2 separate regions of the Gossypium hirsutum genome follow, and region 1 is linked to region 2. The links are chromatin contacts, called in public Hi-C maps. All regions are on one chromosome and are shown on one strand. Each heading gives the region's core, a stretch centred on a gene start, on an enhancer-like site or on the middle of the called end of the contact. The rest is flanking DNA. Distances are from core to core; before and after follow the strand shown. Region 1 holds the start of LOC107941344 (nuclear transport factor 2). Region 2 holds the start of LOC107939031 (WD repeat-containing protein 26 homolog).

Region 1 (7,109 bases), core at 1,429-3,928, 280 kb after region 2:
AGAGGCCGCAGCGAGGGAAGCAGAGCAGACCAAAAAGTACGACAAACTCCAGCAACAGCTTCAGACTGTGATGAAGATGTTTCAGTCGCAACTTTCGCCTTCATAGTGTATGACATAAATATTTTTATCATTTTAACATTTAACATTTTTGCAAAAATATTATGAATTCACTTTTATTTATTGATATTAATATTATTTTATTCGTTTAATTTGAAATATTATATAAATTTATTGCTTTTGACTGGTGTAAATCTGGTTGCTTTTGATTTGTTACTACAGGAGGGCTGAAAAAATGAAAATTTTAATATAAAAAAATCCCAAAATAGTGGCGTTTTTGTATAAAAACGCCGCTAAAGAACATGTTCTTTAGCGGGGTTTTAAAAAAAACGCCACTATTTTTCATGTTCTTTAGCGGCGTTTTTATCTAAGCGCCGCTAAAGAACATGGTCTTTAGAGGCGTTTTTTTTCTAAGCGCCGCTAAAGGCCTAAAAAACGCCGCTAAAGACCTGTTTTGGTGTAGTGATTATTCCCAATAATAAAATTTTGCTAAATTATAATTATAATTTCTATACTATGTCTTTTATATTTTAATTTGACCTAATTTGATATTCCTTAAAATGCTCACAATGCTAACATAGATTTTTTTTTTGCTAGTAATTTCTTTTCATGTTGAAAAGGTGTTTTAAGGAAAATTCACTGATTACATTTTATTCAAAACTATTAACAATATTATTTTTACTCAAAAAATAGGTAAATGATGGGTGTTGAAACCCACAAAAATAACTTCTACAATTAAAATAACTCTAAATAGTACTAAAGAGTGGTGGTAGGGTCGAGTCCACAGTGATTGGTATTATAATAAACTTTCGCGTTTAACTTGTGATCAGAATTTCTATCGTGTCGATACTCGTGGCAATAGTCGTGCCAACGACTCCAAACGGATCTGCTGGACAATAAACAAATAAATCAGGGGAGTTTTGAAATGTTTAGAAATTAAATAATTGAGACAACATAAATAAAAAATTAAATAAATTGGAAATAAAATTAAATTGGGAAATAAATTTGGATTTTGTAAACAGAGATAATAAGCCTTAGCCCTAAACTCGGTAGATTTAGGATTTTGAATCGATCCTTGAAAATTAATTTTCTCTTCCAAACAATAAGTTGGTTATAGTAGTTAAAAACGTCCTAACCGCCAATTTTTCCTCTCGTAGCTGGTCCCGATATGACCTGCAAACCAACCCTTACTGATTATCTAACCGAGATACGCACGTTCCCGATTCAAGATTCCGGTAGCCTTGCGTTCTGAAGAACCCAACTCGGATTAACGGCCTCAACCGCGCAGGACGTTTAAACCCGATCACTTCTCCATTGATTTGTTCTCGGAGATCCGAATACAGCAAGGCCTACTCGTTTCCCCAACTGTCCGCAAACACGACTCCAACCCAACCCTAAAACCCGATACTTAGGAAAAATAGTTAATACCGATTAGAAGAATTTTTAGTACGGATACGTATCTCACAATTCTTGATCAGAAAGAATACCAGCCTAAAGCTAAGTTAGTATTTAGTGAAGCATGAATTTAATCATACTTTGGTTGACTATGGAATGGATTTGAATGAAAATGGTGGAATTTGGGAAAGAGAGGAACTTGGAAAGCAATTAAACAAATTTTGCAAGAAATAATGAAATGAAAATGGAGTAGCAGTATGCTACATACCATGAAATTGGAAGGAAAAGAATAATTCTTATTTAATTTCAAGCGAAATCAAGTGTATTTTCACGCTACCACAAAAGCGCTATTTATATACATATAATTTACTAAATTTGGTTTAATTAACCACTATACATAATTAAAATTAAATAAAAATAAAATCAGATTTTCTTCTAATTTTAGATTTTACAAAGTCAAAAGAAATATGATGAGTCCTTGACTATTTTTAAGTTTCTAATTCGGCCCCCATTTTATTGATTGTGCTGCAAATTAGTCATTTTCTGCTCATTTTTTGACTTATAACATCCCAATTGCATTCTTGACAGGATTAAAACATAAAACCACTAATTTAGTTGGGACCAATTCAAGAATTAACCAATTTAGGCACAAAAAGCATGCAAAATTAACATATTATCAGTAAACTAATCCCTGTAAGTTAGATCAAGGAGCAAACTGATCATTTTTGTTAAAAATTTCATCCATTTCTGTTAAAAATTTCATACATTTCTATTGTTAAAATTTGACATGATTGACAAAATAATTAGACAGTTACACTTGACATGTTAAGTGTACTTTATGCTGACATATAATGACCAATTTTTAACAGTAAAAATGGATGAAATTTTTAACAAAAAGATCGATTGCTCTTTAATATAATGTATAAGGACTAATTTGCCCATTTTTGTGTAGAAGGGGTAAAATGCAATCAAACTCTTAGTACAAAGGACTCTATAATACTTTTATCCTATTTAGACTGAATAATGACGTTATAGAAATAGAGGATAATTGCCAAATTAAGTATAGATATTAAATTTCAAATTTAAATATAGCAGAGGGACTAAAACTAGAATTTAACCAATAAAAAACACCTAACGTAGAAAACCTAATTACTCATTACGAGATAATTAATTTTAAATTAATTAAAAATAAAAACCTAATCAGAAAACCACGCAAACCGTATAGATAGAACCTGACGTAAAATACCTTTCACAGTTCATAGGTAGCTTTCACTTCTCGCTTCAGCCCTTCCCTTATTTTTCTTCTCCATTTTTTCCCTTTGTATTTTCTGCCTGCAACTAAAACCCAGAGTGCCACCAAACCTTCAAAAAGACTCTCATAGTTTCTTTAAACCTTCAGCATTTCCTTTTTTCCAGGTACCCTTTTATTCCTTTTTCTCCGATCTTTGTTTTTCCATAAATTTTTTACTTTTCCTATCCTTTCTCTAATATTCAAAGAAAAATATTTTTTTTTCTTTCGGTTTTAGTTGTGATATTTGTTAAAGTTTGCTGGATTTTTTATTCAATACTTATTTCTTTGATCAGTCCTTGTAAAAATTTTATTTATTTTTAATTAAAAACCTGTGTTTTAGTTATGGGGTTTTGATTTTTTTTTTCATTTATACCTTTAATGTTGCCTAAAAATGTTGGTTAACACATTATAAGCTGCTTCTTTCCCTCAATGGGTATTTATCTTTTTTTTGTTTTTAGGGTTTAGTTCTTTTTTGAGCTATTTGCTGGTTGGATCCAAGGAAAGATCTACTTTTGTTTTATTTTTATTTCTTTTTATAGATGAATCTTGGCTTAATGCTTTTGATTTTAGGGTTTTCGTGAGAATATTAGTACGGTGTTCCTATAGAATGCAGGAAAATAGTGTAAATTAAGACCTTTTAATTGTATTGTTCACTATACTTTAAAGTTTTAAAAACAATTGTTGATGTTTTGCCTTTTTTTTTAGCAATTTTGTAATGGCAATGCCTTTTAATTTGATTTTTTCTCTTCTGTTATTTCAGCATTCATTAATATAGGTTATATAACCTAGATTTTGTAGTTTAAGAGGCAATTTTTTTTTTTTCATTTAAGCTTGAAGATATGTTTATGTTGATGGTTTATTTGTGGTGTTTTCTTCTAGCAGATGGCATTGGAAACAGCAACTCGACCGGCTACTCCGAGTGCCCAAGTTGTTGGAAATGCTTTCGTTGAACAGTATTACCACATTCTTTACAACTCTCCTGAATTGGCTCATAGATTCTATCATGATTCAAGTGTGATTAGCCGCCCGGATTCCAGTGGTGTGATGACATCGGTGACAACCATGCAAGTAAGCTCATTGGATTGTTGTATTGCTTCTCAATGTTTGATGTTTTAGTCGGTTCATCTTTAAACAGTAAACATTGCATCTGTAACATGTTTTAAGTTCTTTGTAACTTGCTCGATTCTTTATACAGTATGCTTTTGCTTCTGTAAATGGTCTTTTCTTAGCTACCGCATTGATAGTAAACCTCGATAAATGAATGTCTGGTAAATTAACAATATCCGTTAATCAATAAAATTAATAATATCGAGTGTATTAATAATAACCTTGTTAATGCATAAGTGGTAAAAGTACTATGGAGGCCTTTGTACTAGGAGTTAGATTGTATTTTGCCCCCTTTACTAAAAAAAAGGGGCAAGTTAGTCCTTGTATCTTAGTTCAAAGAGCAAACTGGTCCTTTCTGTTAAAAATTTCATCCATTTCTACTGTTAGAAACTAGCTTAGCTGATGGAATAATCAGACGGTTACACATGGCGTGCCATCTGTACCTCGTGCTAACATGCAGGGACCAGTTTTTAACACTAGAAATGGACAAAGTTTTTAACAGAAGACCAATTTGCTTAACCTATATGGACTAATTTGTCCATTTTTTGAGTGAAGGGGTAAAATGTAATCTGACTCCTAGTGCAAGGGCCTCCATGGTACTTTTACCTGCATAAGCTAATAATTTATATAATTCTTTAAAAATTACTAATCCCGAAAAGAAAATACATAACGTTATATAATTAACAACTTCTGTTTTTCTCATTTAAGCTCTTTCTCAAAATATGCATCTAAGGTTTGTTTTTTCTTTGTAACTTAAACAAACTGAACATCTTTAAACTCTTGCAATGTAGACACCAAATTCGGTACATTCTTTCATGTGTAACAGATAGTCAACATTATATATCTAGTGTTTTTCTTTTACATGTCATTCATCAATCTTAGTAAAATATAATGATATACACATATAAGTATTGTAAACAAAGGTTCTATATTTATTAAAAAAAATCATTTATCGATAAGTGAATAATTTATCCATTATTGATAATTAAACAACCTCTTTAAAATCATATTTTGTTCTTATTCCAATAGTATTATTTTATAGGGATGATTTTTTGTACGATGTTTATGGATTAAATAATCCCACAGTTGAACATTTGTGCTTGGGTCATTAGCTTTTTGTCAATAATTTGTTGCTGATTGTAAGTTAGAGTTTATGAATTATGTACTGAAAAATGTGTTGATTTTCTGGTTTCATAAGACTCTTCTCTGATTTATGACCTTGCTCATTAACTGGTAAACAAACAATGTGTAATTTTCTTGTGGTATAATTGCTATCAGTATCTTACAGAGCAAAGAAACTCCAATATTATTTTTTTCTTGAGCAGGGTATTAATGAGAAGATTCTTTCCTTCGATTACACAAATCATAAGGCTGAGATTAATACCGCTGATGCTCAGAAATCTTATCAGGAAGGAGTAACTATATTAGTAACTGGGTGTCTAACGGGCAAGGATAACATGAAGAGAAAATTTGCGCAATCCTTTTTCCTTGCTCCCCAAGACAATGGGTACTTTGTTCTAAATGATGTACTTAGGTATGTCGGAGACAGCGAACCCTTAGAGAAGCATAAAGTTAATGGTGTTAATGATGCTCCTAGAGTGCCTCCAACACCTGAACCTGGTAAAGTGACATTGTTTTCTTATTTTATTTTCCTTATGTTTAAATCAATATTTGTTTTCATTATTCGTTTAATTTTGTTCCAGAGCTTACTCAAGTTTTGGAGCCTTCTGCACCGGATCCAGCTACTGCCCTTGTGGAAGAGAATCAAAATGTTGCTGAGAAAGTTTATGAGCCTTCAGACCAGGAAAAACAGTTGGTCGATGAAGACAAGGCGGTTGTGAAACCCCAGTCTAATTCAAACGGTGATGATATTACTGTAGTTGTTGAATCGGCTTCTTCTTCAGCCCAAGAGGATTCTGCAAAGAAATCCTATGCATCAATTGTGAGTTTATAAGTGGATATGTTCCATTTATCGGAATTTGCATCCATTCGTTTGTTTAAGTTTAACAATTATTGTTGCAGGTAAAAGTACCAAAAGGAAGTCCGGGGCCAATAAGAGTCTATTTACCTTCTAATACTACAAAAGTGACACCCAAGAAAACTGAGAAGCAGCCTCCTATTTCTGCAGCACCTGCTACACCGGAAGCTTCTGCACCTTCTAGCGCTGATGCCCCTGAGAATGACAACATTCCGGAGGAAGGTATCTCGAATGTTTGTGTGTATTTTATGTTTACAAAAATAATTTGTTGGAGTATCTCTGGTAATGTGCGAAGTTAAATGATCTTGTAATTCTTTTAGTACGAGTAACTGTTTATCAATTGTATTTAACTTGCAGTTGAAGGCCATTCCATTTACATTAGAAATTTGCCCTTCAATGTGACGGCTACACAGCTCGAGCAAGAGTTTAAGAAATTTGGACCAATCAAGCAAGGGGGTGTCCAAGTTAGGAACAATAAGGTCGGTTGCTTATGCATCGAATGGATATGTTGTATTCTCTTTCACTTACACTCATTTCTTGACATTTCTATATTCTGTTTATTCAGCAACAAGGGTACTGTTTCGGTTTTGTGGAATTTCTGTCTTTGAACTCCATGAATGATGCAATTCAGGTACGGCCTTTGATATAAATTGATAGGATGTTTTGATTTTTTCAATTTCACTGTCTTATGCTTTTTACTGCCCTTTAATATCAACGTTATATGGAACGAGTTTCATATCCTAAATCCCTGGCCCTCACAACATAACTCTTTGGGACTGCAACTTTTCTGCCTTTTGGCACTAAATAGCTTCTCTGTTGGTCACCTACTGATTTGAATTCTGTTTAGGACCTATTGAGCAAGCGGTATACGAATTTGGAGCAAATCAACCTTTTTTTATGTTTTTTCCCCTTTTCTCAAATTTCCTTGTTTTGGCAAAATATATGAGAAAATCGATGCTCAAATAATTGTTCAAAAGTCAGCTGCGTGATAAATATCAGTAACAGATCATTGTTTGGTGCATGTATTTCTTATACACCTAACTTGGTTATTCCCTATTTTCTTTGGTTGAGTCCTATTCATTTCTGAACTAAAATGCAAATGCTTTTGTGTTGTTCGAGTGTTTGCTTCGACATTTGTTCTCTGCCTCTTCCCAACCATCTGCCTTGTTATTTGCATGAATATATGATCTTTGCATTGAAGTTCACATAATTTGCATTTCAATCTATTTGGACCCAAGTACCCTATATCTGGGTTAGGGATGGATTTGGTTAGGAAGTTTC
Region 2 (7,466 bases), core at 195-2,694:
CATACTATTCTTCCAAATTGCAGAAACATTGCTTCCAAATTAGTCATATTTGAAGCAATTCTACTGCTATTATCATGATTTGCTAACACAATCTGACATCAAACTTTGTTGTTTTTGAAAATTTTCTTTGTGATAAAAAGATTGATGTTTATAATCCTGTGGCCAACTATAAACTAGAAGCAATTGGGAGTTTGGGAGTACCACCTTTGCTACTTTAGTTCACAAAGCTGCACAAGTGCAAATTGTTAACAAATTGTGGCAAAATTGGGAAACTTCAATCATGACTTAGACAATTAGAGTAAAGTTAACATTATATACATCTTTAAATCAATTAGTTGTTATACATTTGCATCAAACTAGAGTCAAAATGAAAAGCGGAACGTAGACATAAGCATAAAGGACTGACAAAGAATAAGGTTTGTTTTGCTAGGATGGTGACGAAAATTGAGCAAAAACAATTCTTAATATCAATGTGCAACCCTGAGAAGATTGCAGATTTCAAAAACCTAGCTGTCAGCTTAAAGGTCTAAAGTCAAATGCTGAGTTGGTTATAACATGTAATTAAGTAATGAAACCTGCATTTATAATTTATTGGAGGAATCAGGCTGCCGCAATATCTATAAATGATGAAGTTCAAGCAATACAAATTACATTAAAAATAAGATGATTATAACAAAAGAAAAAAAAAGGAAGGCCCTTTTCACCAGCAGTAACACGCAGAGCGAAGAAATAAAATGGTTTGAGATCCAAATTTGAGTAAAATCAAGTTCTTAGCAGAAATTATGCAAAACCCACATCAGAAATACAATAAAAAATGTAGTCTCTAAGTACCAAGCAGATAAAACTAATAACATAGAAATATAGTTTAAGAAAAAACAAAAGCTTAGCAGATAAAACTTATAACATAAAAATATAGTTTAAAAAAACAAAAGCTACTAACCAATTAGCTCTAAACCAAACCTTACCCAAGACCAGCAAAAAAAAAAAAAAAGATTGCAAGGTAAATCAGCACAAAATCAGCAGCAAGAAAGAAAAATCTGGAATACCCACAAAGGGATTGTGAACAAACAAGCCGATTCAGATCAGAAAAAATCGGATTGAGAAACCAACTAATCAAGAACCGTGAAAGAACTGGAAAATATAATGATTAGGAACAAAAACGATTACCCTGTTCTTATTTGTCGGCAACCACTTGATTTTATGCAACAAACAGAGGAAATAAATCGAAAGAAAAAAAAAGGTATAAGGGATTCAAATCAGATGAAAAAGTCTAAAGGGGTAACCGCACCCAAGGGCAAGAAAGGTAAGCGTTTGGTACCTTTGCAAAGGGGTAGAGCACGAGATTTTAAGAGCTTTTTTCCCTTGTTTTTTCCTTTGCGTGGAGGAAACCACCTCAAATGGGGGCTATAAAGAGCGTGAGAGGATGGCTTTGTGCCTTTAAGAATTGAGCTATTAGCTTGAGGAAATGGGGCTTTTTGAGCAGTTTCAAATCCAGGCCGTACATGATCACCGAAGCCTTGATGATAGATTGGGCTCGTAGCAAAATCAATGGTCTTATGTGATGATTACTTTGCTATATCTTTTGTATAATGAATGTTTTTATTATTATTTTGGGACGGGTAAAAGTATTAGCATGCTACTAAGAGTCAATTTGTATTTTTTTATATTTATTTAAAAATAAGTAAATTAATCTTTACATGTTAGATTAAAAAGTAAATTAATCATTACTGTTAAAATTTTCATTTATTTCTACTTTTAAAAACTAGCATGGTACGAAATAACCAGATAGTTACACTTGACATGCCTCGTATACCTCATGCTGACATATGGTGACTAGTTTTTAATAGTAGAAATGGATGAAACTTATAATAGAAGGACCAATTGTTTTTTGATTTAATGTACGGGGACGAATTTACCTATTTTTTTTTAGTAGAGGGCAAAACGCAATCTAACTTCTAGTACAAGTGTCACGGGTCGCGGATCAAAGTGTTGGAAAAAATCAATTTGAAAAGGGTTTTCTTGCACAACAGAAAATAAAAATTTTGAAAACCAACCTAGTTTGTGATATTTATAGCAATAAACCTTAGACCGAAAACGTACTTGTGTTTCCAGATAGACGGATCCTTGTCGTTCCTGGCTTTCAACCAAATGGTCTTCTCCACTATTCTTGTACCACGAATTGCCTCGAGTGTGGGTTTGATCAAATTGAATCAAACACATAAACTAGAAATAATTTTTTTTCTTTTTGGGTGAAAACGAAAATTCTCTTCTCAAATAAAAACCGGTAGAATCGTTATTCCGGAAAATATATTTAATTCTTAGAGATTAAAAGTCCCTTTATTTTCGAACAAAATCACAATATTTTAAAATTTTGTAAATAGTCCTATCATTGACATCTATTTATATGGAGAAAAGGTAGGACCATTGTTGAATTAAAGAAGTTTATTTGAAATAGAAAAACACTCTCTACTTAAAGTAGGATTAGGGTTGGCGGCATACCCCTAGAATTCCTACTAAGGTTGCTGCCCCTTCATATTCCATGAGGGGATTTTGGATCACTCTCACATTGGGTCCAATTACGAGTACTTCCCAGACTTTTCGACCTAGTACTTTGTAATCTGATTCAACTTGATTCTATTTTTCTATTTCCCAAAATAAATTTCAATATTTATATTTAAGTAATTTTCATCATAATTTCACCTGACGATTTTACCTTTGATAAAATTTATGAGAAAATATATTTAATATTTTATCATTTAACTTGTTCACTATGACCGTATGATTTATTTTTATTTTTCGGGCTTTAAAATAGCTCAAAAACATAAACTCAATCTTCCAATCATTTTTTAGAATTCTTTGTTAATTTCTAAATGAATTCATTTCTCATTTTCATTTTCATTTCCATTTCTATTTCCATTTTATTTTGAGAAAACCACATTCATTCCTAAATGATTCCATTTTCTCCATTTTCATTTTGGAGAAAACCATAACCATTTCTTGAATGTTTTACATTTCTCTATTTCTATTCATTTTATTCATTTTGATTCAATATGCAATTCATTTATGGTTTTAACAAGCTAGCAGAGGGACCGATTAGACATATGCAATTGAGGTTAAATCATTTATAATTAAGTTCCATCTTTTCGCCTATTAATTATAAACTCATTTAGTCACGAAGTTATTCCACTATAGTATCGTAACTAAGCTCTCCCCAACGACATACTATTACAAAAGCAACTCGATTAGTACTCCTCCAATGACCTTGTCATAAGTGTATTACCCTTATAGGATATCATTAATCTCTTTGGGATAATATTCGGTCTCCCATTATGATGCTATTTTATCTCATAGTAACCATTACATCTTCCTTCATAAAAAGCCAATTACTATCAAATAGTGATCAAGTCATCCATCATAAAGACGAACGACCTCTGGCCACGTTTACTTTTCATCAACCATGTAATGCCAATGAGAGGATATCATTTACCCATGTCTCAAGCTATGAATTTCACTGTTGTGAATGACGCTACATACTGTAGAAGTCGTATAAGCAATGCACCAACTTTCGATTCCTTATCTATTCGAACTCTAGCTTTTACTTACATAAAAGTGTGCAAGTCACACATACATAATCTGTCATCCACTCAAGATTTAGGTATGCCACACTCTGAACGTCACAAGTAAATAAATCCATAAACGGATTCAAGATATATTATTCTTGTGTCCTGTTTGGTGTACTGTTAGTCCAGTCAGTCACATATATGTCTCTATCTTCTGAGAGTAGTCCATTCTGATGCTCAAGACAAATCATCTCTCCAGTTAGACTTGATAGACGACATATTAGTCTTTTAATAGGTTTGTTCATTTTCGATTAGACTAATGACACGTTTAGGTTCATCTACTAATATAAGATGTCTTTTTGTATTACGATCTGACCACGTAATACCGCTTAGTATTAGTTTAAACATTAGACAACCAATGAGCAACATTTTCTTCCATTTTGCTTTGCGTGCAAAACCCATATAAGGACAATCATACAAAGTATATTAATTTAATCTATGAATTTGTTTTATTAACCAATTTGTTTGAAAAACTTACAAGTTTGCAAACAAATATGCTACACTTAGGGCATTAGATCCAATACAAAGTCTATGATGAATGCACACAAACTGTTCCATAGAGGTTATTTGACCAAATGGGGCTCATTTAATCCACTTGAACTAGCTCGATTTGTGGAACACATGGAGAAACCCATCTACTTGAAGCCTTGGTGACCCAGTGGAACACTCCAGTAAAACTAAAGTTACAATGGTTAATATTTGTAATCCTAAGAGATAAAATTGTATAGAGTTTAAACACTTTAGGACTCTCATCTTGTAGATAGGCATTAATCTTGATCATTGATGTAATTTAAATTATATCGTTGGATCCGGGGGAGCTCAGCTATATATAGAGGCATTCCCCCTCATTTGTAATCATCACATTCAAAGTTATTAAAAATATTTGAGAGCATTTACTCAAACATTTGGTGTGCTTAGCTTTGCTGTGGCTTTTCTATTTGATTTGAGCTCTTTTGTTTTTTGAGAGTTTACTTCCACTTTACTTAGGTGCCTTAGAGAATTTTCGTGAGAATTCTCACTTTTTTGAGAGTTAGGCTGACTTAGGTAGATTTGAAGCAAAGGTATCGCCTAAGGCCACGCGGTTTTCTAGACTTAAGTTCTGGACTCGTGACAGTTGGTATCAAAGTTAAGGTTCGAAGGTGTCGGTTGAGATGACAGAAGAAGTAGGCGAGCAATTGAACCTAGGGATGCCTATGGGACAGACAAGAAAAATAGTAGATCGAGGGATATGTTGCCGGCTTTGGAAAGTTGAGTGGTCAGGAATCCATGGATGGTGTGAAGGAAACACTTGAGGTAGTTAAGGGACGCATCGATAAGTTGGACTCGATGAAAGAGCAGTTCAGGGACTATGTGGCAGAAGCTCTTAGTTTTAAGTTGAATGCGATGAAAAAGGCCCTCAATACTGTTAGCTTAATTAATCAACTCGAAATGCCAAGAGGGGGTGAATTGGCCTATTTAAAAAATTTGTGGTAGCTAAGAGATTAAATAGAAACAAGAGCATGACGATATATAGTGGTTTGACCCTAATTACCTAATCCACTACCTTACCTTTCCACAATTAAGGATTTTCTAAAATTCATTAATTTGACAACCTTTGAGGGCAATGTTTAACCTTACAAACTCCCTTAAGGTTTTTACCTGAACTTTAAGACAAAACCCTCTCAAAGAGAATAACAATTAAGCAAACTAAGAAATAACACTTATAATATCAGAATGTTTGCAAATGAAACACTAATACAAAGAGAAACACTTGAGCTGAATGAATACAATGAAAGCTCACAAGTGTGTATAAAGGAAATTGTTGAGAATTGAAAGCACAAGGCTGTTTTTGGTTCATCTTTAAGCTTGACGCTCTCTCTTGTTGTTGTAGACCCTTTGAAAGATGATATTTATACCCCCTAATTGATTTCCAACTGTTGTGGTTGTTGAAGAAATTAATAGAGTCGTTAGGGGTGAAATAACCAGTGCATCTAATTCACCTGCAACCACGAGTATCGATACTTGCTAACAAAGTATCGATATTTTTAGCATTTAATACAAAATTCAATGATTGTTGGAGCCAGAAATATTGATACGAGTAAACTTTTATCGGTACCACATGAAAAATATCGATACTGGATTGATACTTTGCTGAAATGTTTGTGAAACAGAATGTCAATTTGGTACCAATTTTTGGAGGGGTATCGATATTTTAGAAACTATCAATACTGGTTAAAAAGTATCAATACTTTTTGGCCAGGAGCTATATTGATTTGTTTTAAAACATTTTTAACTTTGATTGAAAAAGTCTAACTCGATTGAAATCATTTTAACTTGATTAAAGGTTGATTCAAAATTTTTTCTAAGAGTTTAAAATAGTAGGTTCAAAATTATATCTCTTAGACTTCATTTGAAAATACAATTTTGTCAATTTTGTTCAACTTTAGCTTTTATTCAAAAACATTTTAATTTGTTATATCAAAACACATTATCAAATAACGTTTGGTATAACAATCTCCCCCTTTTTGATATAAAAAACATTTGGTAAATTTGTTTTTGAATAAGCTTTTCCCCCTTTATAAAAGTCATTCTCAATTTAAGGCTTAGTAAAATTTTAAGAAAAAATTTGACATTCATTTTTACTTAGAAAAGAATGGTCACTAAATTTATATAATTTGCATAATGATAATTAAGCACAATATCAAACATTAATCAAATTATCTTTGTTGATAATTTACCTTTAATATCATCAATTTACCTTTGCTTTCTCCCTCTTTTTGTTATATAAAAAATGGACAAATAAACCTTAGGAGAAAAAGATGGTTAGTTCAATAATAGATGTTAAAAAAAAACAAGTGAACTAACATTTGGAAAGTAATCATCAAAGTATCTTAAAATGCCTATTAAACATTAAGGTACAACATGCCATAGTTATAGGAAACAAATAAACTAATAGTGCAAATGTCATGAAGAATGGCATAAAAGTGCAATAATTATCCTAATCATCATTACTAGGAGAAAATAGAGGGGTCGAAGGATGATGAACTAGAAGTGAAGCCATTTGCATTTCTAACGACAAAAGCCTAGAGTTAACTTCATATCTAAATCCTCGAAGATTATTACACAAGGAGTGAAGAGCATTAAGGATGGAAACATTGACGTTGGAAGAAGATGTAGTCGCCTGAGGTTGAGCAACTGGTGGAGGAACATGATCGAAATAAGGAACATGCTCCGGTACAAGAACGTCCTCGAAAGTGCCTTCGGCAACGTCTTCTTTATGAGCTGCCAAAAGTCCATTCTTTATCCATTTGCCGGAGTTAGAATCGAAACGGTAACTAGCATGGTAAAGGGCCCTATAACTAAGAGGTTAGTTTGAAATGGTAAGGGTGTCTCCATTGGTGTTAATCCCTAGTTGCCTAAAAATGTATGACAAATAATTGTCATGGGGAAGGGTAATGCTTGTAGACATTACCTTCCTGGTGCCTTTAGTTATGTCATTAAACATTATAAGAGCAAGGTCGGGACGCCTATCGAATTGAACACAATCAATCCACCAATAATTGATGGAGTGAAGCATGACATGGTTTTTGATAGGTCAAAAGATCCAAGTGACGATAAGATGGAGGACACGATAACGGAGATTAAGTTCGAATGTATGTCCAGACTTAATATAAATAGTGGGGTTATAAGCACCATTTTCATTGGATTCACCTCCGGAAGGTAAATGAAGAAAATTTCCAAAATCTTCTAAAGTTATACGAATTGGGGTATTCATTAAAAATGATTTAATAAGTCTCGTCGGACTCATAATGTTTGAGTTTGACATTTGAGTAAAAAGCTCGAACAAGATTAATGTAAGTAGGCAAG

The links. Hi-C and Micro-C count contacts between places; a contact is called where the count stands out from the background.
Region 1: a contact with region 2 is called in a Hi-C map of leaf, with 1.7 times the contacts expected there. The contact joins the promoter of LOC107941344 here to the promoter of LOC107939031 in region 2. A contact is called at or near these places in 2 of 34 Hi-C or Micro-C datasets (both in leaf).

The regions. Positions count from the first base shown.
Region 1 is chrD09:2,271,365-2,278,473 of Gossypium_hirsutum_v2.1, forward strand. LOC107941344 (nuclear transport factor 2) reads left to right here and starts at 2,679. Exons shown (of 9, transcript XM_016874899.2): 1 at 2,679-2,868; 2 at 3,626-3,811; 3 at 5,176-5,470; 4 at 5,554-5,792; 5 at 5,873-6,050; 6 at 6,186-6,307; 7 at 6,394-6,459. The coding sequence starts at 3,626.
Region 2 is chrD09:1,995,782-2,003,247 of Gossypium_hirsutum_v2.1, forward strand. It overlaps LOC107939031 (WD repeat-containing protein 26 homolog), which reads right to left and starts at 1,445. Exons shown (of 6, transcript XM_016872317.2): 1 at 1,168-1,445.